7 separate regions of the Mus musculus genome follow, and all the other regions are linked to region 6. Evidence: chromatin contacts called from public ChIA-PET, HiChIP or PLAC-seq, Micro-C and promoter capture Hi-C data. All regions are on one chromosome and are shown on one strand. Each heading gives the region's core, a stretch centred on a gene start, on an enhancer-like site or on the middle of the called end of the contact. The rest is flanking DNA. Distances are from core to core; before and after follow the strand shown.

Region 1 (3,459 bases), core at 518-3,017, 970 kb before region 6:
GGGGGTTTGCATCTATCCTGTTATCTTATCCTATAGAGTTATCATAGGACACATTGATCAATGGCAAATGAACCTTCTTCCCAGACACAATAAAACTAAGTTCCTGACAGGCACTAAGGGCTGTCAGGGCATTGGAAGGCAGGTAGAGAATTGTCTTCTTTCTCCCTCTGAGACAAACTTTCACTGTGTTCCTGAGGCTGGGCTAGAACTCACAACATGGCCAAGGCCCGCTTTCAACTCATTACAGTCCTCTTGCTACGGCCCGTCTGTCAAGCGCTGGGGTCATAAATAAGTACTATCACCCTCAGGTGAAATTTAGAAACAATCTAATCCCTCTGATACAATTTGAACTTCTTAAATATTTGCCAGGCCTGAGGATGTAACTCTGTTGATAGAGTCCTAGAAGCCCTGGGTTTAGTGTCCAGCTCCACAGATCCCAGCAGCCCAGAGGCAGCAGGAGGTGGCCCAGGAGCTCAACTGCATCCTGAGTTCAAGGCAAGCCAGACTATATGAAACTCTGTCTCAAAGAACAAAATAACAAAATAAAAGATGGAGGAGGGAGGGTGTATTCGCTTCTCATGATTAATTCAGTTTATAACTATGTGATCAGTTTAGGAACTAAAATTTGAAATAAAGCACAATTTCATTTTGATTTTTGAAAAAGAAATTTCATGTTATATTTTGATCGCTTTTCCCTCTCCTCAACTTCCAGATCCTTCCTACCTCCCTAACGCCATACCCTTTCTGTCTATATTTAAACAAATAATAAAAACAGAAACAAGAAATGCATACACCAAAGCCCACAAAAGCATAACAAAATGGAAACCCAAATATACAAACAAAAAGACCATTAAGGCAGAAAAAAAAGAAAAAACAAACAAACAAACAAACAAACAAACAAACAAAGCAGTAGGAGATGAAAAGTCTGCAAAAATCCCACTGAATTTTCTTTGTGTTAGCCAACCACTCCTGGGTGTAGGGCCTACCTTGACATGTGCCTAGGGCATCCAGGAGATTCCATTGGAGGAAACCACTCTTTCCTTTGCCAGTGGGTATCAACTGCAGAACTTTCTGGGTTAGTGGTGGGAGCCCCAGTCCCCTTCCCCTCTCAGCTCTGGGACCCTCCTTGGCTTGAACCTGTGCAGGCCTTGTGCATGCTGCCTTCTCTGTGAGTTCATATGTGCACCAGTCCTGATTTATCCGGAAGACACTGTTTCCATGGAGCTATCGATCCCTTTTGGCTCTTAACAATCTTTTTGCCTTCTCTTCCGCATAGATCCCTGAGCCTTGAGGGGAGGGGCTTGATGAAGACATTGCATGTAGGCCTGTGCGCTCCAAAGCCTCTCACGCTCTACACACCATGGAACTCTGTGTTTGTTCCCATTTACGGTAAGAAGAGGCCGTTCTGACCATGGCGGAGTGAATGTCTGACTGTTACACAGGAGTGTAATGTCTGACTGTTCTTGTGTTAAATAGAAGGCGTAACTCTGGAGCTAGGGTTTTGGCATAGGGAATAGAACCGGGGCAGTGGAATTGATTCAAAGCTAATTGCTTCCCAGCACCTGTTCTCAGCTTTGTTTTGCAAGGGACTCTGCAGTCTCTGCCATTATTCCAAGCCCCTGGGAGAACTACAGCACTGGTTCTAAATGAAATAATGGAGGGGGTGAGGAAGAGATAAAAGGGATATGGCAACTCCTCCAGAGAGGCTCAGCCTGAGTCATGCACACAGACAGAAACATCAAGTGGCCACATCCTTTCTCTGTAGAGGCAAGGACGAGTCCCTGCCCACACAGTCCAGGCTGGCAGAGTTCTCAGCTTTCCACTTGCTGCTCATACATGGAGCTGAGGGGAATCTACGCTGTGACTTTGTATACTTAACAACATCCTGTAACCGGGTCTCAGGACATCAAGATGAAAATCCTTATCTTGGTTGCAGCTGGGCTGCTGTTTCTGCCAGTCACTGTTTGCCAAAGTGGTAAGTCCCCTTCTTGTGGTCTAGCATGGGGGTGAGAGAGTGGTGAGTGGATGGTTTCTGCTGTCAGAGTCAAATGCCCTAATTTTCTTGTTAACTCCTAGAAACTGTGAACCCAAAGACACAATTTGATCTGGTTTTAGCCTGGGGTAATATAGCGTGGAAATATTCAAGCTTGTTCCCAAGTCAAACCTTGTCAAAGACCAAGCGTTCTTCTCTACTAGTAGTGTCTCTACATTTGTGACAGAGTCAAGACTTTATGATTAAGTCAAAAACCACTTTTTTTTTGGCGTGAGAAGTGTTTGTATGTGTACAATGTTCAGATGTAGAAAAGATTGCACTTTTTCAAGGCATTAAAAAAATCTTTTCAAATTTCTAAATATTATAATTTCTGTTGAGGCACCGGTGGGAAAAAAAATACTGCCAGGAAAAGTAATTTGGTTTCAGCAGCCAGTGACATTAATCAGGGATGTGACGTGTTTCCAAGGTGAAATACCGTCTTTTCTTAATGTTTCAGAACCAAGGAGTTCTCTCTGTCCCTCACATATATATGTATATATGTCTGTGTGTATATATGTCTATACGGATATGTCTGTATACGATGTTTAGGCATAATTTGGTTATGTATAATTTTAGAAATAAGCTTTCCCAAATATAATTATTTCACTTTGAACATGTCTTCTATTGTGGTAGCTTATATAACTTCCTCATTGTTCTGAAATGAACTACTTTGAGACAGGATTGTATGCAGGACTCTGTCAGGCCACAGGGCAATCAATTAGGAGGAGGAACTGGGAAGAAACCAACTTAAACAAAAGGCAGCCGTCTGCAAAAGGAACGATCCTTAAATTGAGTTCCCTGCTTAAGGGGACCCATGGCAGGGGCGGTACAAGCACGGGTTGGCTAGGTTTATGGTTTCTCTGAGAGGAGAAGCCACAAAGCTGAGCCATGGTTGCAAGGAAATGAGTTATGAGAGGGAGTTCCTTCCTGATGCTAGCCTGCTTGGGAGACTGAGAAGTGAGACTTAAGGAGAGGTGGGACAGTGGGTTCGAAGTCTGCCTTGGAGAGATGTGAGGTGGGGTGTGTGTGGCTGAGGGCCATTCTCTTTGGATTAGACTCTCTGAAGCCTTCTCCCAGGCGGGGAGCATTTCAGAAACACTGCACCAAATGGAAACCAAAAAAAAAAATCCTAGTCAGTTGCGTGTCGTTTTATAAATAACATTGAACAAGGAGCACGATTCTGAAGGAAAGACAGTTTCTAACGAATAGAAGATCTAGGGGGTGCCCGATCTGAAATATTCGGGGAGCAGTCTCCTTTCTGTGTGTTTGTAGACACGTATCTTGCCCAAGCACAGGACTCTCCTGAAAGCTGACTAGTGCTTGGTTTCATCAGCTTTCTCATCAGACCTTGGAGGGAAGAAATTTGTATACATGGTTCTGCCAGCTTCCTTTACAGGTGTTGTTTTGAGTGATATCAGACTTGGCTT
Region 2 (3,611 bases), core at 185-2,684, 540 kb before region 6:
CACAGGGCGCGCCACAGGGCATCCATCACTCCGGAGCCTTTGACGCACACACGCGCGCGCTCCCAGACAGGCTGGGTCTCCTAGCCCTCCCTCCACCGCGCCCTCCCCTTGCGGGGCTGTATTTGCATCACGCCCACACGTAGAGGGTGACGCGAGCGCCCCCCCCCCCCCGCTCCCATGGTCCAGGCGGTACTTCCAGAGCTGGTGACTCAGCTCCTCCCTCTCCGCCCCCGCGCGTGGCGGACTGAGGTTCCCGCACGCCCACAGAGATGCTCCTTGTATCTGAGGTGGGGTGCTGGCTTCCCCAGCCAAGTTCATCCCGGCATTCTAAAATCTTTCTTTCCTTCCTGGCCAGAGGCGTTCCAGTTCGCGGGAGAAAGTATTCTCGATTCTAGAGCCCAGTTGGAGAGGAAAAGTCCACCAAGAGAAGATGGTGACCTGTCGCCCATTTCCTCTTGTCCTTAAATTAGATACCTCGGTAGTAATTGTTGCTGCCATCATCATCATCATCATCATCATCATCATCATCATCATCATCATCATCATTGGGGACAGTCCCTCTCCTAAGAAATCCTCACTCTTAGATGCGCTTCGCTGCGCCCCTAGGCGCATAGTGGACGCTCGATAGGGTTTTGCTCAATAGAGGTGCAGTGTTGGAGAAGTGTTGATTCTTACAAAGGGCCACAGCAGGCTTTCCTGCTTTCAGCTTGTGTGTGTGTGTGTGTGTGTGTGTGTGTGTGTGTGTGTGTGTGTGTGTAAGAGTTTGAAAATTGACGGGTTTTCTGCTAGCCTCCCGCAGAGCCGACTGCGGCTCCCCGTGCTTTCCAACCACTTCTGCACATCTGCAGAGGGTTCCCCGCAGAAAAAGTTGAGCCAGAGGCTGCGGGGATGGCTCGCTGATAGTGGGCGCTCCCGGCTGCCTGTTTTGAATAGTCTCTCCAGCCCTCCCTGAAACTCCCCCACCCCTGCGCCCCCAAAGAAGTCGGGAGATGCCTGCAGCTGCCCACCCACCTGCCCTTGAATCCCGAACATAGCGCACCTTTAACCTGCCTCTGCCTAGTAAACCCGGGGCCACTCGACTGCCTCAGTGAGATTTCCTGCTTGCCATCCCAACACAGGTACCCAGCGGGCAGCCTGCCTCACCTGCAGCCGCTTTTCCCGGGCCAGAGCTGGCAAAGTTGCGCTAGTTGCGCTTCTGGAAGGCTGCAAAAAGTTCTCTGGTTACAACGCTGGGTCTCCCGGCACAGAAGAAAAACCTAGCACGGAACGAGCCCTTGCCACGGTTGCGGGGGACTCCTTACTCACCGTTTCAGGCGCCGGGGACCCCCTGCCCTGAGCCACCGCTCTGCACTGCAGCCGTCGCCTTGCGAGCACCCCTCCGCTTGCAGCCCGGGGCCGCCTCGGTCTGCCACTCTCTCCTGCAGCGCGCGCAGTGGTGACTCCTTTGAGCTAGTCGGCAGCGAGAGGAGGGGCGGGAAAGTGGCTCCCGGCGGCCACGCTGCGGTCCTCCTCCTTCGCCTCCTCCCTTCGGTGCTGCAGTGGCGGGCGGCGGCGTGGCTAGAGTACAAGCGATGCGCAGGGAGGGGGTTACGGCGCGCGGGGGAGGAGGGCGCTGTGCAAGGCTGGGCGAGCTCCCGGTATGATGCGGAGGTGTTGCTGCGGTTCGGGTCGGGGGTGGGGAGGGGTGCGGTGGGGGTTGGCTCCAAGTGGCAGGTACTTTTGGAGAAGTCAGAGCTCAGTTTGTAGCAGGAGGAGGAGGCGGGGTGGGGGGCGTCGATAAGGCACCCGTGCTGAATTAGTCACCGAGTGTGACTGTGCGCTGCTCGTTTGGCAGCCCCTTGGGTCGGGTCCATCAAAGCACAAGGAAATTGTTGATTGCTGGAGGCCAGTGCCTCGGGAAGGAGGGCTTTTGTTCTGTTTCTGAGCCTGGAACTGGTTAATTTTGACTAGGCTTTCCGTAAGTCAGGAGTAGCTGATCACCCCCGCCTACCCCCCAATCTCCATGCTAGCACACGAGACAAAACTTGGGGTGTAGCGGAAGGAACTCCACGTGCGGGATGTGTGTATGTGTCCCTAAACCAGGGAGGGCCAGGGAGCAGCCGGAACTCCGGGTGGGGGGATTTCTAGCATTTTTAATAGGAGAGAGAGAGAGAGAGAGAGAGAGAGAGAGAGAGAGAGAGAGAGAGAGAGAGGTGAGAATATTGCTCTTGTTCTCAGGAATGCCTTAGAGGGTGAGAAACGGCAACCTTAGCCTCACCTTAGCGCTGGGGCTGGACTATACCAACTGGAACTCATCCTGGAGAGACCACACCCAAGTATCTACTCCGTCTTGGCAGGGCAGAGCGTCATCCTGTTACCCATCCGCTCATCGGAAGGGACAAAGTGGGAAGCCAGACATCCTCATAAAGTAGACCCTACCAGCTCCGAGCTCTCGTGAAACTCGTGTACTTTGGAAGCTCCCCGACCCCCGGCAGGTGCCCGCCGCGCAATCATTACCCTTGTAATGGTAACCCCGAGGAGCGAGACAAAGCGAGGCGCTGGTGGGAGCTGCAGTGGGTAGATCTCTCACACAATCTCTCCCTGGATGAGTTCATGCGAGAGTAAATAGCCTGAAAGATTGAATAGGTGGCTAAATGCTTGGCTGTGCCGATACATAAGTAAACAATGCATGTAAATGTTTGTGTTGCTGGAGAAGAGCAGCCGGGCTCTTCAGAGATCCAGGCGGTCTGGAGGCTCTCGCTAAAGAAGCTGGTGGGGACCACGTGGACCGCCTGGGACAGATAACTCCAGCTTGCTATAATCCGTGTGTGCCACAATTCAAGATGAGATGAAGAGAGGAAAATGGAACCAGCCTCCAACCTCTGGCTGCCCCTCCTTGCTGCTCTGGCATTCCGAGACTCAGGATTCCCAGGCCCTGTTGAGCCTACAGTTTCTGGACCGATCTTTGAAAAATCCATCTGGATTGTGTGTTTTGCTTAAATGCTTTGCGGTTTGTACCACTTACTGTGGTGCTGTGAGATGAATGATTGGAATGGTTAAAAATTAACCCACTCATTTAGACATCCTTCCTGTGCATTCTTACTTAATAAACAATTATTTGGGGTAAAACATCTGTGTTGCTACCAATGTAAGATACCATGTAGGCACAGGTGTGCTCCAGCATCGGTGTGAAATTTTTAAAAACGTAAATCGTATCTGGATCTATGTGGCGTTGCAAAAGGTGCTGGTAATTCATTTACTGCCCTGATGGATACCTCTTTGAGGGCGTGCCAGTAATAGTTGCATAGTAATTTATTATTTCTCCAAATGATGGATGTATAGAGAACAATGAGATGAACCTTAAAAAACAAAACAAAACAAAACAAACAAACAAAAAACAGTTAACACACTTCCTGGTATGGGACTCTTCCTTCAACCAGTTCTTGTGGGGTCCATGGACTCTCACAGGGTGAGTGGACTTTCTAGCTCTGGATTTTCCCTTCTTGCTACATTTGAAGATAACAGCTCCTGTAGTTCCCCTAGACAGAGCTGAGCTATATATGGCATTTAAACATTGTGTCTTTGAAGTACAGGGGTTTCCTTTGGTGATGATGAGGGAGGGAGATAGCTTT
Region 3 (3,393 bases), core at 868-3,367, 680 kb before region 6:
CACTTCTTCCAGTTTGGCTCCTCAGACGCAGGCTGTTTTGGTGTCTTGATGGGCACCATCTCCTCTCCATTATCACACACACACACACACACACACACACACACACACACACACACACACACACACACACACACATTCATTTTCCTAATAATCACCTAACCCGTTTCCCACCAGAAAAATAGTGCTTTCCTGCTTGCCAGTATCCCCCTAGTCCTGGAGGTGCTCTGTGTGTGTGTGTGTGTGTGTGTGTGTGTGTGTGTGTGTGTGTTGTGTTGTGTGTACATGAGTGTGCGAAAAATCACTATAGGTTATCAAGATCATGGGTTCTCAGGTCATCTCTCTCTCTCATTTCTTTTTCCTTCTTTCTCTTTTTTCCTCCAAGTTCACACTAAATATCAAGACAGCTTTGATTTGTTTTGTCAATGCACATGGAGCAAAATTATTTTTATGTCTATAAAAATGTATTTGTATATGTCTATGAACTTGACCAGTGTGTTCTGTCACCCCAAGACTCCCCTGATGCTAATTGTCTTTTCAGGGTCAACTCTTCCTCCAGCCAACCTGGTGACCACTGGTCTCTCCTCTGTCTTAAGAGTTTTGTCAGCCCGGCAGTGGTGGCGTACACTTTTAATCCCAGCACTTGGGAGGCAGAGGCAGGCGGATTTCTGAGTTTGAGGCCATCCTGGTCTACAGAGTGAGTTCCATCTCGAAAAAAACAACAAACAAACAAAAAAAGTTTTGCCTTTTCAGAGTGCAGTGCGAATGGAGTCACACCACAGGGCAGATGCTTGGTTTTTGATGCTTGGTTTTCCAGATGAGGTCTTGCTATGCAGCCCAGACTGGCCTTGAGTTCACAATCCTCCTGTCTCAGACTTCCCATGGGTGTGATTACAGGCACACATCACCATACCTGGCCAGTATGTAACTTTGTGAATAAGAACTTTGATTCTTATACTTAGCATGATACATTTGAGATTCATACAAATTGTCATGTATGTTAGTGGGTTAAAGGACGTTCCCAGTTTAGGGTATTTATTAATAAATCTGCTATGGACATTTATATGTGGTATTTATGTGCATCAGTTTTGTTTTTTAAAATATAGACTTAGACACTTGAATCATATGTTGATTTTTGTGTGGATTTATTTGTAAAGTTTTTATTACATTTTATATTATTTATTTATTTATTTCTCACCTGTACTCTCTCTCTACTATGTGGGCTCTGGGAATTGAACTCAGGTCCTTAAGCTCAATGACAAATGAGTCACCTCAGTGCCCCCAAATAGCTGGTTAGTGTTATGGGGATGACTTTTCTGAAGTCAGACAATGTCAAAATTCCAAATAAATTCCTTTCCTCATTTTGAGCTATGTACAGTGTCAACGTTAGAATTAAAGCCTGTGCTTACGAAGTAGGCACGGCCATCCTAGACTGGTTACCCTTTACCCATTATTGTATAACTGACGACGAGAAGAGAGGGGGCGTGTCCTGGGTAGTGGGAGGAGTCCTGGCAAGGGAAATGGATGCCCCTCCTCCCATGCCTACAAGAGTCAAAGATTCACAGGATTACGCTGGGGCCTGTGAGGATGGCAGGCACCCATGAGTACATTGAGAAATGACCTTGCGGATGCCTTACAAGACAAAAAGACACGAAGGACTGAATCCCTGACCGCCATCACCGTGGCTCAGCTCTCCTGAGCGCCATTTCAAGGAAGCTTAAATCTGAACACAAACTCTAGGCAAACGCTTCAGAACAATCTCCAAGCAGGGCGAAGAAGAGGACTGTAGGGTCGAACCCCATTCCGCCGGGAAAACGGGCTGTGCGTTTCACGTCTGCACTTAGTGTAATGGATTCTTTGAAACCAAATCTCATCGTTTGGCACTGTGACATTTATTATTATTTTGTCTTTAAAAAAATGACCCTTGCAAAGTTGATGTTTCTAATTGTCCTTTGGATTTTGCTAAAATACTCATTAAAATGTCACGCTGTGAGATTTATCCACAGATAATGTAAATTCCATGCAAGGGAGGGCCTCAATTAGGGCGGTACAGAAGGCAGTGAAAGCCTGGCTCTAATCAATGTGGTGCTACTAAAGAAAAGAGGGACGGATCTTGCATAATAACCAAGGCCCTTGCCAGCCTCCCCCTGCTGTCGCTGCAGGGCCCTATGGCTGCCTCCTCGGCTGCCTTCCAGCTGCCTGTTGCTCAAGGAATGCAGGCAAAGCATATGACACACACATAGGACACTGGCGCCTACATTTCCCCTAGGCTTTAACCTGGAAGCCCTGCTATCTCAGTATCCAGTTTGAGGGCCTGAATTCTGGTAACTACTTATGCAATATTGTAAAAAAAAACCAAAACATAAAAACAAACACAAAAAACAAAAGACAAAAGAACCAAACCAAAACAACAATAACAACAACAAACTGTCTTTGTCAAGACAGGAGATTTTAGATGCAAGACTGAGATCCAATGTACTAAAAGAAATCAAAACTCTTCAGTATTTATTGTACAGGATGTCAAGTCTGACTAGCTAAGAAATAAATTATCTGCATGTTTTCATCTTGATCTCTCATAAGACAAAGACCAGCTAAATTCTCTTAAAGTAGCTCAGAGTTCATTTTCTGCAGTGAGAGTGATCAGGTGGGTTTCTGATATTGCTACGGAAATAAAAAATTTATATCCTTAATGCGTCGTGGGCATAAAATATAAAAACTACGCAGTCAGTGTAAAACGTGAATCTCTGGCTATCGACTCAGGTTGGGTAGCCAGTGCCATCTGTGATGCTAAGGTTTAACTACTTGCAGCTGGGCAGTACTACTTCAGAGCTGTTCATCTCTTGTTTGTAGCAAAATAAGTCAAGTTGGAAATATAAATAATGATGTTAGTGGGCAAATGGGAAGCTAAGCTGTGGCACAGCCAGCCATACGATAAAAACCACTCTCGTGTCGGACAAGAATGAGGCAGCTCTTTCTGATGGAACTCGGAAAACCTCCCAGTAGAGAAAGAGAAGCTGCCCCCCGCCCCCCCCTAGACAGGGTGGACAGCAGTGATGTCATTTTTATATGCACACAAAACATATTATCTGATCTAGAAAGGCCATGGTTTGGAAATGCACTATGCTGTTTTAGGTAGTTACACAAGGTAGGAGGAGGTGGCTCGTGGGCACTGTTCTCTTCTGACATTATTTCTTTAATTTATAAACTTTACATAACCTTTTATTGCTTCTCACTTAAAATGAAAACACCAAAACAAAACAAAGCAAACCCAAATCACAGCCCTAAGCCTTTGACTTTTGAGTGACTCAGGTGCCTGGAGGAAGAAAAGGGATACTGGAATTATAGAGGCACCAATATTCAACAGTGGCATTTTCTCAAGAAACGCAGGGATTCTGC
Region 4 (3,744 bases), core at 1,057-3,556, 710 kb before region 6:
AGATGGAGAAACTGAGGACCAGTATGCCCAGTGACTCGATTCTTGGCCTTTTGGCTGAGATCAAGTCCTTCTCCTTAGAAAGATCTCTGCCTGCTTAAGGACCCATTGCTCTTGGGTCATGGGCGAGTACTAGTATGAGATGAGTCGGGAAGTAGGACTGAATGTGAGGCTTACGACCCAATACATAGGGCAGAGCGTCTCACGGAAGCCACAGCTCAGAGCAGCTGGTTAGCTGGTGCTACTATTTGTTTTAATTTCTTTCCCATTGAGAGGAGTCAGAGATAATAAAACGTGGGAGCGTCCTGGGCTGATTCTGAAGAGTAACGGTGGGGATTTTAGTTAGAAAAGGAGTTCAAAATGCAGGTACAGATGGAGCTGTGTCACTTCTGAAACAGCTTTCAATTTCCTTGTCCTGTATGTGAATGACACGGGATAGCAGATGTCTACCCTGGTGTCAAGGCCCATGACACTCATAACTGGGGCTTCTGTCGAATCTCATGGTTGGATCTTAACCTCTAATTATACCTGAACAAGCCACAGCATGTATTTGAGAAGCAACAAGAACCCTGTCGTGGAAAGGAAAGGTTACACACAGTGAAGAGGCTGAGGGAAATGTGTGGGGAGTGGGCAAGACGGCAACCAAGAAGGCTTGTGACCACTGATTGTCCAGGAGGTTATAGAAGAGATCCCTCTTGGGCCACCTGGGAAGCTTGGGGTAGTTGACAGAAATGGTTTTTCTGAAGGGGACAGATGGTCTTATAAAGAAGGGTTCTGTTGGGTCATCCCATGCTGGCCCAACCCAGTGTCCAGATAAAATTCTGAATGACTGTGTCTTGCAGTTTGGAATGTACTTGTAGCTAAATCAGGGAGCAGAGACAATTTGAGAGTAAAGACTATCCAGTAAGATCACTACCACAGCAGGCCAGAGTAGAGAAAGCAATGCCTTTGATTTGTATGGTTTGTTTGCTTGTTTGTTTGTTTGTTTGTTTGTTTTGAATGGGAAGATAGGGATTCATATCTTACTTTTGCAGCAATTTTGTTGCATGCCACATTCAACCAAAAGGTCTGCTCTGGGCCTCAAACATGTTTTTTTCAAAAAGAAAACAACCATGGTGCAAATAGGAGAGAGAAATGAGCCTGCATGGAAAAAAAAATAGATACTCCTTAGGTTTTTGAAACACAGATTTGTTTCCCAGGGATGAGAAACAGAAGCGAGTTCTGTTCTGGCCCTGCCTCATTGGTGTCTTTCAAATCAATCAATGATGCTTCGAAGATTCCCTGGTCAGCTCTGCAGCTCTGGCTCTCATAGCCTGGATGTCCAGGCTCTGAGTACTCAGGTTATCTGCAGGGAACCACTTTCTCTCTGCAGCTTCCCATCTTAACTCAAGGCTGCCCCCTCCACCACGCCTGCATTACTTAATGGGGGCAGTGGATTAATGGTTTATGTTAATCAAAGAGCTTTTCACAGAATTTCAGCTCCAGGAGGGATCAGGGAACATGTGAGGGGAAGGGAGGCAAGGCAGAGGGGACTCCAGGGAGCAGGGCCATCTCTGAACAGATTCTTGGGAACAGAAGTTTCCTTTTTTCTGGAAGGCCCGGGGCTGTGGTCATGCAAGAAAAGCGTAAAATAAGCAAAGAGGATTCCCCCTCCAACAAGACAGAGGCAGTTAAACAAAGAATGCTGTTTAAACACAGGCCTTACGATGGTTGCTATCACAGGCTGCAAATCTACAAGGAGGCTTCAGATTTCAAAGACGCGTAAAAGGATGGGCCTGGGGGAGGGGCACCGGGCAAGAGACTCGAAGGTCCTTTAGCTGACAGCTGGCCCGTGGGAACGTCCTGCTGACCCCTCCCTCCTTCCATGCTCAGGAAGATTCCAGAGGTAAAACAGATATTCACCCACCAGGAAATGCTGTCCTGCCTGCCGGAGGGTTGCTGGGGAGAGCAGGCAGGCTCAAAAACTGTCCAGAGACAAGGCTAGGAGCCCACAGCCTGGGGACACTGGAGGGACATGACCTGATGTGGAGATTTGGGCTAAAAATGTAACAGTGGACAGTTGATCAAAGGAGGGTGGGTGGTGTTGACCCGCAAGGGACCGTACAAGAGAGGCTCCCGTCTGTGTTTCCCAAATGGCTTTGGTTGTGAATTCCAATTTCTATCTAAAAATCTGCCTTGTGCTGCTCAGGTAGGGTTTCGTTGCCAAGTGGGGATAGACTTTAAACTTTTCTTGTTAACAAAACCACCCTAATCATCCTGCCCAAAAGAGCCCCGCCCAGAAGTGCTTGGTGTCACACAATTGTCTTGAAACCCCCTGCTGTAACAGCTAGAGTGGCTGGCAGGCTGTCTTTTTTCTAAGAAAACAGGAAGTATCACTCGGTATGAGAAAAAGAAAGAAAGAAAGAAAGAAAGAAAGAAAGAAAGAAAGAAAGAAAGAAAGAAAGAAAGAAAGAAAGAAAGAAAGAAAGAAAGAAAGAAAGAAAGAAAGAAAGAGAGAGAAAGAAAGAGAGAAAGAAAAAAGAAGAAAAAGAAATCCCTTTCCTCAGCACAAAATTATGCCAATTTAAACTTCCTGTTAGTAGAGCGTCGCCAGCAGGGTCTATTTCTTACACCAGCACAGACTTTTTAGATTCTTGGTGAATGTAGTCCTTGGGGAAGCCTGGTCAACTGAGACATTTTAGGAACACTTCCACTGGGCACTGAGAAGCAGGAACATCACAGTTAGGAAAAGCTAACAGTGCACGGGGGGAGGGGGGGCGGGAAACCCTGCAAATCACACTGGCGGGGTAAGACAATACGCAGCTACACGTTACATCACAGCAAAAGTTTGTGTTCTGATACTTGGCCACCTTTCTATACATTAAAACTCTGAAGCTTTGAGTCAGGCAATACGACCGACCCACGGTGGGAGGAAGGGAATGGCTTTTGTCACGTCACATCAGAACCTGGGTTCGTGTGTCGGGCAGGCGCAGCCCCACGAGTCCTCCACACACGAGCACAGTGGAAGCCAGCAGGATGGGGATGGCTTTGGTGATGCTGACCAAGGAGCCGAAGATTAAGTTTCCCAGGACGGCCGCCGCTTTACAGAGGGCGTTCAAGAAGCCGAAGCCCGTTGCTCTGCAAGGGACAGAAACACAGTCAAGGTTTAGAAAATGATGCTCGGGAGTCCAGCTTTAAACTTACACGTTCTGCGCAGTCACCCTGATGGTCTTTACGTGGTTTGTGCCGTATGTTAGTGAAGCAGATAATTAAAATGCTTGTTAGCAAACGCGGAGGCAGAGAAGCCAGCTGTCACTGCTGCGGCCGGTCTCCTGATGACGTACGTACGACTCTACTGACTCTTATTTTGGTACAGAAGAAGAAAAAAAAGCTCTTTCTTGGTCCAATGTGTTGGAAGGATGGTTCTACTAAGTAAAAGTTAATTTCACTCCGTGTAAGTCCTCTCAGGATAAAAGCAGGCTTAAAGCCTCTTTCCGTAGGAGTCAGCTAGCCTCTGCTTAGCTTGGGAGAAGCTGGGCCACCTCCTCTGTCCAGGGAGTGGGACTGGGCGATCTAGCAGGCTCTCAAGTCTTTACAAAAGTGACTTGTTATTTGTTTTATAAGTGTCCAGAATCTTGGTGACACCTCTTAAATAGAGGAAATAAGGAAATTCAAATTTTGTTCCAGTATAAAATACAACTGCCGTCTGTCAGACACTATCAGCCTGCTTCTCAGCGACTCAGCACCTGTAGTTTACTTACGTCAGCA
Region 5 (3,487 bases), core at 735-3,234, 530 kb after region 6:
AAATCCAGCCTGACCGCCAGCTCTAAATCAAGCAAGCCGCTTTTCAGACGTTATTCAGTCCAGTAGCTGGGCTACAATCCGGGATACCCCAATACTACCAGGCACTTTAGTTGTACATTTTTCGCTCTACCTGTGGGCCACAAAGCATTCCAGCCCATTAGCAATTCAACTCCAAAGGCTTTTTAGAGCAGGCCTCCAAAATAGGGTGACAGTACCCTCTTAGTTGTGCAAATTATAAGCAAAGCATTAGCCTTTCTGTGGCAGAGAACCCCCGCTGTTTCTGCTGCATCAGGGCCTCTTCCACTGAACCTTCCACAGCAAAGAGCCTAAAACACCCACCCTTAACTTTGTTTTGCATTCCCTGGTCAGCTGTTTGGTGTCCTGCAGGCAAAATCAAGTTATAGCTATATGCACCAGACACAGAGAAGAAGTGAAAGCAGGCGACACAGCTAGCACCAAATTACAGTTCCCAGGGGGCAGACCCTTCCGCCCAGGTCTCAAATCGAGAGGGCAGAGGGGGGATCCCATTCAAATACCGTCCCAAATACAATCTACCCTGCAACCAATAAGGTTAGCACAGCCCCTGTTCTTGGCAAGGGTGCCTACCTATGGCTGGCACTCTGTGCCCAGAGAATGCCCGGCTTGACAGTTAAGTGCTAAATGAGGCAAGGGTTTTTAGGAAACCTATTAGAGAGGAAGACAGAGCAACTACTGCCAAGTGTTGGGAAAACAAGAAGAAAAGCAGATGTTACTTAAGAGCCACTTGAAAGGCCATTTGGAAAGACTAACATTTGAATACCTAACATTATTAGGTATGGAACATAGCTCGGAAGGGGGAGGTCTCCTATAAAGTTTCAACTTAAGGTTTCCCCCATTCCCCTGACTACCACCCCAGAGCTCAGAGGTTTAGAACTCTTACTCTCTTACAGAGGACCCAGGTTCGGCTCTCAGCACCCGCATTAGGGGCTCACTCCAAAATTTCATGCCCTGGGCATCTGCAGGTATCTCCACACATGCGGTACACATAAATTCATGCAGTCATATACACTTAACGAAAAAAAAACTGAAGAGACTAAAGATATCTGAATTGTTGCCACATACGGAGCTGAAAGCGACACTGGGGATACCTAGGGCCCTTAAAAGATCCGTATCTAAGGATGCACTCAGAGGAGGTTCACTCTGCAGGCTAGGACCTTGTTCCCTCCCTATCTTTGGAGTCATCTCAACTGCCCATCTGAGGCCCAACAAACTGACTCCAGCAGAGTCACGGGTTCCATTGTTATTCTGTTTTGTTTTGGTTTTTGGAGACAGGGTTTCTCTGTATAGCCCTGGCTGTCCTGGAACTCACTCTGTAGACCAGGTTGGCCTCGAACTCAGAAATCCACCTGCCTCTGCCTCCCGAGTGCTGGGATTAAAGGCGTGCGCCACCACGCCCGGCCGTTGTTATTCGGAACCCATCCTAAGTAGGGTCCCTGAGCACCTAGGGCGCGAAAGAAGAAGCATGAACAGGTCAAGTCTTGGGCTTCAGTCTGCAAAGTTTGGACCTAAGTTAGACTGGCTAGTCATGCTGTCTTCCAGTCCTGTGAGACCCAAGTAGCCCGGCGATCCTTCTCTGTGCCCAAGGTCCCCTCCCCGCTGGGTGGGGCTGCTCACCGCCGAAACGCCTCCTGTAGCAGCGAGCAGGAAGGGCCCGCTGTGGAATTGGGACTGTGGTCGATGCTGAAGTCCTCCGCGGAGATGTACAACAGCCGCGGGAACATCTGCACCGAGCGCGGGAAGGGCCATAGCGCAGGTTGCAGTCGGGCCGGGGCCACTAGGGCCAGCGACACTAGCGACACCAGCGCCTGCAGCAGCAGCAGCCCGGGGGCGCTACGCGGGGACTGCGGCATGACTGCTCCGCGAGTCTGGCTAGGCAGTCTTTGGACCAACCTTCCAGTCTGGGTCGCTGGGAAGAAAGCATCCGTGCCCGGGTCACCAAGTCAGATGACCGAGCTCCCCGCCCGGGCTCCGCCTCCGAGAGGGGATTGGCCCGGAAATTGGGGGCAGGCTCGGTGCAGAGGCGGTCGCGCTCTAGCCGGGATGCTGGGGTGTGGCTCACGCCTGTCACGCCTGAGGAACTTGTTTGTGCAGCCCACTGACAGGCAAGACCTGTCTCTTCCTCCACTCTTCAGGTAGTGTTTTTGTCACTAAATCTGACGGTGGTGGACTCTGATTGATAAAACCTCCCGAGTCAGAATTCCCAGGAGTTGACTTTGGAAGTAATGGGAGGTTAAAATTTATGCATGGAAAAAAAAATAGATAGGGGGAGCATTTAAAACTTGGGATAGACGCGATGGACTACATAAATATTAAAGTGATACAAAGAGAATATTTCTGTAGTGGAGATTAATGTCGATGTATAGTTTTCCAAGGACCTTTATAACGATTAGCTAGGGCGAACGTGCATATGTGTAATCAGAGATTACAGTATGTCTAATCACAGGAAGGCAACTTAGTAAGTAAATAGATGCTAGAAGATTGCTGGAGAGATGGCTCAGCAGTTAAGAACTCTGTTCTCAAAAAGAACCGGGGGGGGGGGTCAATTTCCAGCACCCACTTGGTGGCTCACAACTGCCAATAACTCCAGTCCCAGGGAATACTTCACCCTTCTGGCCTCTGAGGTTACCAGGCACGCATGTGGTACACAGATGTACATACAGATAAAACACCCATACACATTGTGGGGGCTATTCCCGGTTGTCATCTTGTCTATATCTGGAATGAACTACAATCTAGAATTAGAGGGCTCACCTGTGATCCAGATCTTGAGGCTGGGAGACACAAGATTCTGACCTAGATCTTGACACAGAGATCTTGAGACATAGTGGCCATGAAAAGCTTAGGCCCAGGCTAGGTAGGACACACCTTTAATCCCAGGAGAATGAGGCAAGGAGAGCTTTGAGTTCAAGGTCAGCCTGGAACAAAGCAAGTCCCAGATCCAAGCCTGTTGGTATTTACCTTATAATCTGGGCCACACCTTCTGCTGAGGCCTACATAAGGACTTTGGAAGAAGGAGGATTCATTCTTCGCCTGCTTGCACTTAGTTGCCAACACATCTGTTAGAACCTACTTCTGCAGAAGACCAGCTGAAACAATGAGCCTCGTGGGCCTGAGCAGCTACTAGACTCTTGGACTTCCTATTCACAGCTGACCATTGTTGGGTTAGTTGGACTACAGGCTGTAAGTCATCACAGTAAATTCCCTTAATATTTGGAGACATTCTATAAGTTCTGTGACTCTAAAGAACCCTGACTAATACACACACAGGAAAAAAAAATTTTTTTAAAAAAAAAGAAGACTGCTAAGTAGTTCAAAAATTGGGTTGTATCCTACAAGAGCACAGAAATATAACCCGAATTATATCTAGTATAACCACCCCTAGATAAATAAAAGAAGGAATAATAATATTCCACTTATAATGAGGGCAACTTACACAGTAATTTGTGAC
Region 6 (3,548 bases), core at 753-3,252:
ATGAGGAGCCCCAATGTGATGACCAACTAGTAACCCCATACCCACACTACCCCAGGCACACCAGACCTCCCACCCTGCTCGGTTCCCGGGGCCTGGCAATCTTGCCACTCTTCCCTGCACGTACATTGTCTTTTTTTATTATTATTAAATAATCTGAGGGGAAAAAATTACACAAAATCCTGTTCCACAATCCAACCAAGCACAGAGAACCACACCTACCTGGAACTACAAACTGAGCAGTGTTACAAAGGTATGTCAAAAGTAACCGTAATTATAAACTTGTCTCTCAGGAGCACCTCCCATTTCTCTGTGACTAGGCAAAGTGACACCGGTGTAGCAGTTTATGAAAGCTCGGAAGGTCCCTTTTCTGCTGCGCTGCAATAAAAGAACTTGCCTACTTATCCAAATACAGTATACAGCAAACATTTCACAGACTCCTCAAATGGCTGAAAATTTAAACTCACCAGACTTAAATTCTAATTCTATCTAGGAATAGAACCACCAACCACTGCCAAGAGACAGGCTTCTCTGAGATTCTTCCAGTCCATTCATTCTTCCGGTAGTACACAACCCACTCTTTGATTAGAAAATATCTACACTGATATGTGCAGGTTGTCCCTTTGAGGGTAAGACCCCCTAATCCTACACTGTAGCCACGTCTAATCCCAACAGGATGAACACTCAGCATTCTTAACCTACCCATCCATCAAAGGGGGCCATCATCACCTTGCACAGAAAACAAGTTCTGTACCCAACTTTACCATACATTACCAGTTTCTAAGTCCATCTCCTCTTCATGGTCAAGTTCTCTGACCAAAGTATTAAGTGGAACCATAAAGAACTACTATTTTAAGAACTTAAAAAAAAAAAAAAAAGCACAATTTCAAGATAGATTTAAGGATTCAGAAACTGATCCCAGAATATAGCTCACAGTCTACAAATTAGACAAAAATATAGCAGTGTGAGCAAGCACACCCTTTATCTTGCCTGGTCAAGTTCTAGAAAGGCACTACGACCAAGTAAGCCCACAAAACGCAGCCCAATGTAGATCCAAGACTTTTGCCCTACGATAAATAAAATACAAATAAATCACAAGTAACCAAACAAAATGTATTCCCTACTTCGTGTGATGCTTTAATTGTACACAACGACTTTGTAAGTAAAGAGCCAGTAACAGACGTTTCCTGTGCCTTTACAGGCCTTAGCCCGAAAAGATACAACCTCAAGAGAGGAAAGATTTCCATCTGTCCGCTTTCGATGAAAGACTATTAACTTCGCCCAACCTCAGAAGTCTACTGTTTTACTTGCGAACCTCTAAGGCCATTTTCTTCATTCAAACCAAATAATTCCAATAGGTGCATAAGGTAAATTGACATCAGTATCAATGAGACTACGCCCCTTAGGAGAAAGACTATAACATAAAGGTCGAGAGACCGACTTCGGAGGGCTAGCTGTGCCTGTACAGACCTCGCATCCTCCTCCGGGCCCACTAGGAAGAGCACAACCTGCCGTACCCACGCGGATCGGGTCAATTTGCAGCCTACATCTCCATCACTTTAAAGACGGGTCCTGCCGCAAGGCAGCGCCTGGGCGTGAACCCTTGTTCTCTAGGGCTCCCGCTGTCCCCTCTGCCAGGCACTCGTACACGGATGACCGTGACCGCCGGGTCAGCACAGCGCCCTCCGGACTGAACCCACGGACGCCCCGTCGCTGCACTGGCCCTCAGGCCCACCCGGCCCACGGGTTCCCTGGCCGCCGCCCTGCCGCCGGGCCTCAAGGACGTGTCCTCGCGGTCCCCTCGGTTCGCAGCCGCCTCGTGAGCCCAGGCGGAGCGCGAGACCCGCTGTCCCGCCGGTCCCCAGCGTCCGCCAGCTCACCTCCGGATCTCAATGGAGGCCAAGCCGGCCCAGCTGCCGTCTCCAGCCAACGGAGCCCCGGGCGGAAGGAACTGCGCTTACGCACGCTCCAGGCCGCCAGCGGGCCGCCAATAAGGAAGGATCGTCCGATCCCCTAGCCAATCGTCGGGCGGCTGCTCAGCCTGACGGCCTACGTCACGAACGGTCTCCCTAACAACCGCCCACTGCTCGCACCCGGGCGGAGAACGGGCACCGCACCATCTCTCACCACGGCAGAGCCAACCAATGACGGGTCGGGTCCCAGCATCGCGGCCTTCCTATTGGTCTCCGAGCCGAGGGGCGCCTGCAAGGACGCCGCCCGCGCGGGGAACAGGGGATGCCGCGGGTGGAGTACCCCGAACTCAGAGTTTGACCTGCAGGGTCTTGCCCCCGTGGGAAGACCACGGGAGGCCACCGTGTTAGAGTTGGAGCGTGAACGCGGGTTAAGGTTGAAAAGAAAAAGCCCAGTTAGTAGAGAGATCTGTGGGGAAGTAGTAGAGCTCTGAAAAAAAAAAAAAGAGGAATTTAAAAAAGAAAACGAAATGTGGCAGGGACTTGCAGCCCAAACCCCCTGTGACATACCCATCAGTGCTAATGGCTCCGGCTATCTAGGTCACCTGTCGCACACTGGATTCTTGCTGAAGAGTCCCTCTCCAGTGTCGTCTCTGAATTCCCTCTGCTCTCCTGCTGGCTGAAGGCCTTTATCAAGCCCTTAACTCAAACTTGCAATAACCTCTCCTAACTGGTCTTCCCACTCTCGGGTGCTTACACCTTCTGCTTCTGGCGTTTCTGCTGCAGTAATCTTCCTCTTATGCCATACACCTGCCCCTAAATCAGCCTCCAGTATGGCCCAACCCCATTTCACCTACACAACTCTATCCCTGTGTTAGCCTAGAGTAACTTACCCTTCGATTGTACTGAATCGCTTTTGACACCCCTGCTCATGGTCTTAGTTTAGCCCGGATATACCTACCCACTTTAAATTTTGAAATCCTAATTATACCTCAAGGATCATTCATATGCCACCTCCTTTCCTGATTCTCTCAAACATATGTCATATCTCTCTTCTGAACGCCCATAGCACTTCCGTAATAGTCTATGACTTGTCTTACTGTTTTATGTGGAAATGTCGTAAAGAGAGCAATTGGTACATAACTCCTTTTGTTTTTGTGCGCTCTCTGTTTCTGTGTGTGTGTGTGTGTGTGTGTGTGTGTGTGTGTGTGTGCTGCTGTGCACTACATGTACAGAACAGTGCCCAAGGAATAGCAAGAAGAGGGTGGGGGATCCTCTGGAACTGGAGTTACGTAAGATGGTTGTTAGCTGCCATGTAAGTGGAAACTGAATCTGAATTCTCTGAAGAACTGAAGTGCTCTTAACCGATGAGCCATCTCTTAAAACACTATATGTTCAGTAGTACTTTTCATAAACTAAAAAAGTACCTGGTTAGAGTCTCATCGTTGTTATAAAATAGGGATTGCTCCCATTTCACACAAAGAACATGCTCTAAACAACTTGAATCAATTGGAAAACTAAGATTTCATTCCACATCTAAAGCTGGGCTTCTAGAGTTACCTTCCACTGGCTTAATATAGAGCCTTTGTTCATATCTTTACGAAACACTCCAAAAAGTTTCTTATGTCCAGGGTGTGGTGG
Region 7 (3,841 bases), core at 940-3,439, 780 kb before region 6:
GCGGTATCAAAAGTATTATTAAAATGTTCATTTAAACGGTAATAGCCAGCTATAATATTAAACGTTTCATATTTCACATATCCATATATTCCAGTATGGATAACACATAAGCACATATTCCCCATTTTAACCGTGTTGAATCAATGGAGAACGGGATTGGCTAAGCCCAAGGAAGCTAAGTGACTCCAACAACAGCACCCCGCCCTGCCACTCCAGATCAGCGCAGAAACTTAGAGGAAGATTTCTCAGGAATGTGGCTCATTCAGCAGAGCAGGCGTCAGGCTTGCCAAATCAATGCCTCCTTGATTAGTCTTCTAAGGCACGCTGCAGAGACAGGCTGGTTCAATAAAAATCAGGCATCATATCAGATGCCCATGCAGGGGCTAATGGAAATGCTGCATTCCTGATCCACATTCATCCCCTTCACATTGTGCATAAAACGGGGATAACGCAGACCGTGTGATGTCAAACCATCTTGTAATGTGTGCTCGCCTAGTTACAGATCTTTTAGTCATCTTAACAGCGCAACACGGTGAAGTCACCCTCTGTCCCAAGAGCTTGTCACAGGAAAGGACTCCCAAAGACCTGAGGTTGACACTGCAAGCACCAGATGAGCACAGGGCTCCTCCTCCAGCCCCAGGAGCTCTCTGAGTGGTTTATCCACTGCAAACTGGGCAGGCTGCAAGCAAAATGCTGGGTGGCTGAATGCATTTTCTCACTTTACAGAAACTGCAGCTGGCTCCTTGCTGTCACAAGGAAAAAACAAACCTCTCACCTCTGACAGTCCCTTCCAAGACTGGGATGTGTGTGTGTGTGTGTGTGTGTGTGTGTGTGTGTGTGTGTGTGTGTGTGTGTGTGTGTGTGTGTGTGAGAGAGAGAGAGAGAGAGAGAGAGAGAGAGAGAGAGAGAGAGAGAGAGAGACTGACTGACTGACTTAGGGAAGTTGGCGACCCTCTTCCAAAAATTTCATCCGTGCTCCTACCAAACACCACAAACCACATGAACACACTAACTCTGTTGCAGTTGTCACCACCTTAACCTAAACCTGGTACTGCGTCTAACAAGACCAGTCCAAGCAAAAGATTAACCCATGGTTCGTGGCCATGCGTTTGTCGACAGGGCCAACCCGGGAGAAGAAGCCAGCGTTCTGTTTGTTTTAAAGGAAATACTTCCTAGCGCATATTTAGGACTCTGAACTCTGCACAAGGGGCCACGTGGTTGGCGATAATCTGGCTCCCTCTTGTTAGTCAAAGCCACCTCTTTCCGCCGCCGGCAGCCCGGGGCTGGGTAACCGACACCGTCACTTTCAATCAGACCGGCTCAGAGTCTGTCCTTACAGAAATCCTCCCGCGCAGGAGATCGGGGGCGGGGAGAGCCACCGGGAAAGTGGCTGGGGGCGGTACGTGTCCCTGGAGGCCTTGGCTGGAAGGGCCTCACACCTGTGGGGCCTAAGTGGCTCTAGCTGCTCAGGTGAGGCCCAAAAGAGACTAGTAGGAGAAGCCTGCCCTTCCAGGAAAGTGCCTTCACCTCTCGCAGAGCGCGCGGGCACAGGAGCTGCGCTGCCCACCTGTAGCGACAGCAAACAAACTTTCCGCCCCTTTTGGGTGGGAAGCATCGGATCCCCTACGCCACCCTCTGGCTCGAGCCGGCAGCGCCCAAAGCAAGGCGGGCTCCTCACCTGATACCCCTAAACCACAACCTGATCTGCACCAGAGCTGCTGAGGCTTGCGAGGTGGAGGGACTTAGCTGGAAGCTGCAATTAGGAATTTGGAAGAAAGGGGCTTGGAAATCCGCGCCCTGCTCCTTTGCAATTCCAATTCTCAACTTTGCCAGCCGCTGCCCTCCGCAGCGCGCCCTCAAGCCCCTCGGCCTCCCCAACGCCGTCCCAGGGAGAGGGGCGCCCCGAGATCAACGGGAGCCCGAACACTCACAGCCGTAGCGGGGCCGTTGCAACGACGGCAGCTCTTCGTGCGGCATCCTGCGCTGCTCTGGGGGCCCTCCCGGGGAGCGCCCCCCGTGGTTTCCCTCGCTGGCCAGGCTCGCGGGCTCCGCGCCCGGCGGGCGCGCTCCGATCCCACCTCTGGGCTGCCCTCGCCCGGCTTCTCGGAGCTGACCGCTCCGCTCCCTCGGTGCTCCTTCACTCGCGCCTGCGGCGGCCGCGTCTCGCTGACACCGGGGCAAAAGTGAACTATCTCCTCCCTCGCTCGCTCGCTCGTTCGCCCGCCCGCCCGCCCGCCCGCCCGCGGGCCGTACCGCCTCCCCCAGCAGGTTTCCTTTCTCCTCCCGCCCGGCCCCGTTATTCACCGCGGTGGGAGCGCGCCGCCGTGCAGCGACCCCTACTGGCCGCACAGCGCAGCGCCCGGTTGCGAGGACCCGCCTCCCGCGAGAGGAAGGGGCTGAGAGGCACCCTGGACCCCTGCAGCTGGAGCCCAGCGCACAGATGGAGGGCGACTTGGAGCATCCGGAGGGTGGAAGTGAACCAGCGCAGGGAAGAGCAAGAAAAACCACAGCAGACCACAGGCACCCAGTTCGCCTGGGTGTTGCTCAGTGACTGAGAGACAAACATTGCAGTTCCTTTTCCTCTAGAGAGATTGCACGGGGACAACCCTCACACACTCACCTCCCCACCCCACCCCCGAGCCCCGCGAGCGCCTGCTTCTCGCATTTAGGGGTATAAACGAAAGTTGTTTATGACTTTTGGCTTACGAGACACAGGATTCCCCTTTCTTGACAAGAAACGGTAAGGGTGAGCTCGTGCGCGGGCTGCAGGAGCAAGATTAACAGCCTCCAAACAACACTCAGAACACAACTGCCAGTCATCCGCCCACCCCTCTGCCAGCCCGCCCCCAATGTGCAAAACTGTCGCTCAGGCCCAGCCGGGGTCGCACAACCACAAACCCCTTTCCGGCTCAGCTTTTGAGACAGAAACCACAAGTAGCTGTTTTAAAAGCACGGTTTTCATGCGGTTGCTTGGAGCCTGGAGGAATGTGGGAGCCCCCCCCCCCCAAACATGGGCCACTGCTTTTTCACAAACGTGGGGCATGTGGGTGATCACATGACTGAAAAAAAATCATCAAAAGAGAGGGTCATAAGAGATGATTTAGCCGAAGAAAGGTGGTCTAGCGACACTAGTCACCTTTAATTAAGCAAATCTACAGAGAGCAGCCAGCTGCTTTCTGGGAGACACAATGAACTCTTGAAACTTGAAATTCAGACTCTTGGACCCCGCCCCGCCTCCAGTTCCGTTGGTCTGAGTTGAGGCTCATGAACTTGCGTTTCTCACAAGTGGTCAGTGAAGCTGAAGTTGTGCCAGCCTATGAGTTAGGTGCACAGGAAGAGGGAAGTCTCATCAGATGAGAGCGAGAGGATTCCCCACCCCCACCCCTAGAGACATTGGATTCTCACCCTGTTGGAATGGGATGAAAGGGATTTTCCTCCCCACAAAAGTAGATGCTTCTAATGCTATGGCCACAGGTCAGCAATACTCATCCTGTGACCAGCCTGTCAGCCAGGCTTCTTCCATGTCTCAGAGACGCCATGTTGGACTCTAAAACGCACTGCGTATTCTGTGCATCAAAGATGAACTCCTCACACATCAGTTCTCAGGATGAACACCAGGATGCAGGGCCTCAAGAAGTAGATGGTCTATGTGAGGAGAGGTGGGAGGAAATCGCTGTAAACCACAATGGCCTGAGAAGGTGGTATGATTTCAAAGTGTGGTGTCAGGTGGAGTTTGAAAATAGGCAAGAGTTGGGTGGAGAACATCCTATCCTAAGAGACAGGCAAGGATGGGAGCCATGAGCTGGAACCTGAGCTTGGGCTGGGAACCTATTACTAAGCA

What was found. Promoter capture Hi-C pulls out the DNA fragments that hold promoters and counts their contacts. Hi-C and Micro-C count contacts between places; a contact is called where the count stands out from the background. ChIA-PET counts read pairs in DNA pulled down with a chosen protein or histone mark. HiChIP or PLAC-seq counts read pairs in DNA pulled down with a chosen protein or histone mark.
Region 1: a contact with region 6 is called in an H3K27ac HiChIP or PLAC-seq map of embryonic stem cells, with 4 times the contacts expected there. The contact joins the promoter of F2rl2 here to the promoter of Hmgcr in region 6. A contact is called at or near these places in 3 of 39 promoter capture datasets (hippocampal neurons, liver and neutrophils), 2 of 115 datasets of contacts at active chromatin or transcription factors (bone marrow-derived dendritic cells and embryonic stem cells) and 2 of 9 other capture datasets (adipose tissue and liver).
Region 2: a contact with region 6 is called in a Micro-C map of embryonic stem cells, with 4 times the contacts expected there. The contact joins the promoter of Sv2c here to the promoter of Hmgcr in region 6. A contact is called at or near these places in 5 of 39 promoter capture datasets (cranial neural crest, embryonic stem cells, hippocampal neurons and 1 more) and 2 of 484 Hi-C or Micro-C datasets (both in embryonic stem cells).
Region 3: a promoter capture Hi-C map of hippocampal neurons shows a contact between it and region 6, with 3 times the contacts expected there. The contact joins the enhancer-like site here to the promoter of Hmgcr in region 6. A contact is called at or near these places in 4 of 39 promoter capture datasets (cranial neural crest, embryonic stem cells, hippocampal neurons and 1 more), 10 of 115 datasets of contacts at active chromatin or transcription factors (SST interneurons, astrocytes, cardiomyocytes and 6 more) and 1 of 9 other capture datasets (embryonic stem cells).
Region 4: an RNA polymerase II ChIA-PET map of memory CD8 T cells shows a contact between it and region 6, with 61 read pairs. The contact joins the enhancer-like site here to the promoter of Hmgcr in region 6. A contact is called at or near these places in 2 of 39 promoter capture datasets (cranial neural crest and second pharyngeal arch cranial neural crest), 1 of 484 Hi-C or Micro-C datasets (CD4 T cells), 9 of 115 datasets of contacts at active chromatin or transcription factors (SST interneurons, bone marrow-derived dendritic cells, double positive thymocytes and 6 more) and 1 of 9 other capture datasets (embryonic stem cells).
Region 5: a promoter capture Hi-C map of neural stem cells shows a contact between it and region 6. The contact joins the promoter of Hexb here to the promoter of Hmgcr in region 6. A contact is called at or near these places in 1 of 39 promoter capture datasets (neural stem cells), 2 of 484 Hi-C or Micro-C datasets (Th1 cells and regulatory T cells), 4 of 115 datasets of contacts at active chromatin or transcription factors (bone marrow-derived macrophages, effector CD8 T cells, memory CD8 T cells and 1 more) and 1 of 9 other capture datasets (liver).
Region 7: a promoter capture Hi-C map of hematopoietic stem and progenitor cells shows a contact between it and region 6, with 2.9 times the contacts expected there. The contact joins the promoter of Iqgap2 here to the promoter of Hmgcr in region 6. A contact is called at or near these places in 5 of 39 promoter capture datasets (the HPC-7 cell line, hematopoietic stem and progenitor cells, neural stem cells and 2 more), 4 of 484 Hi-C or Micro-C datasets (CD4 T cells, CD8 T cells, embryonic stem cells and 1 more), 4 of 115 datasets of contacts at active chromatin or transcription factors (bone marrow-derived dendritic cells, double positive thymocytes, memory CD8 T cells and 1 more) and 1 of 9 other capture datasets (liver).

The regions. Positions count from the first base shown.
Region 1 is chr13:95,695,153-95,698,611 of GRCm38.p6, forward strand. It overlaps F2rl2 (coagulation factor II (thrombin) receptor-like 2), which reads left to right and starts at 1,768. Exons shown (of 2, transcript NM_010170.4): 1 at 1,768-1,975. The coding sequence starts at 1,912. All of the region lies in intron 13 of Iqgap2 (IQ motif containing GTPase activating protein 2), which reads right to left.
Region 2 is chr13:96,131,143-96,134,753 of GRCm38.p6, forward strand. Sv2c (synaptic vesicle glycoprotein 2c) reads right to left here and starts at 1,435. Exons shown (of 13, transcript NM_029210.1): 1 at 1,306-1,435. It overlaps Gm29543 (predicted gene 29543), which reads left to right and starts at 1,583. Exons shown (of 2, transcript NR_167969.1): 1 at 1,583-1,637; 2 at 2,218-3,108.
Region 3 is chr13:95,993,379-95,996,771 of GRCm38.p6, forward strand. The region is part of intron 4 of Sv2c (synaptic vesicle glycoprotein 2c); the gene reads right to left. Among named protein-coding and RNA genes, the nearest start is that of Gm24032, 98 kb to the left of the region's middle. Within about 2 kb of position 2,118, at least 15 of the 459 cell types and tissues checked have an H3K27ac peak or open chromatin away from gene starts, as enhancers often do. A contact at or near this core is called in hippocampal neurons, where this site is marked.
Region 4 is chr13:95,958,350-95,962,093 of GRCm38.p6, forward strand. It overlaps Sv2c (synaptic vesicle glycoprotein 2c), which reads right to left. Exons shown (of 13, transcript NM_029210.1): 13 at 1,094-3,114. The coding sequence ends at 2,931. Among named protein-coding and RNA genes, the nearest start is that of Gm24032, 63 kb to the left of the region's middle. Within about 2 kb of position 2,307, at least 124 of the 459 cell types and tissues checked have an H3K27ac peak or open chromatin away from gene starts, as enhancers often do. A contact at or near this core is called in SST interneurons, double positive thymocytes, forebrain and 4 more, where this site is marked.
Region 5 is chr13:97,196,373-97,199,859 of GRCm38.p6, forward strand. Hexb (hexosaminidase B) reads right to left here and starts at 1,985. Exons shown (of 14, transcript NM_010422.2): 1 at 1,654-1,985. The coding sequence starts at 1,889.
Region 6 is chr13:96,668,934-96,672,481 of GRCm38.p6, forward strand. It overlaps Hmgcr (3-hydroxy-3-methylglutaryl-Coenzyme A reductase), which reads right to left and starts at 2,003. Exons shown (of 20, transcript NM_008255.2): 1 at 1,878-2,003.
Region 7 is chr13:95,889,733-95,893,573 of GRCm38.p6, forward strand. Iqgap2 (IQ motif containing GTPase activating protein 2) reads right to left here and starts at 2,190. Exons shown (of 36, transcript NM_027711.1): 1 at 1,932-2,190. The coding sequence starts at 1,977.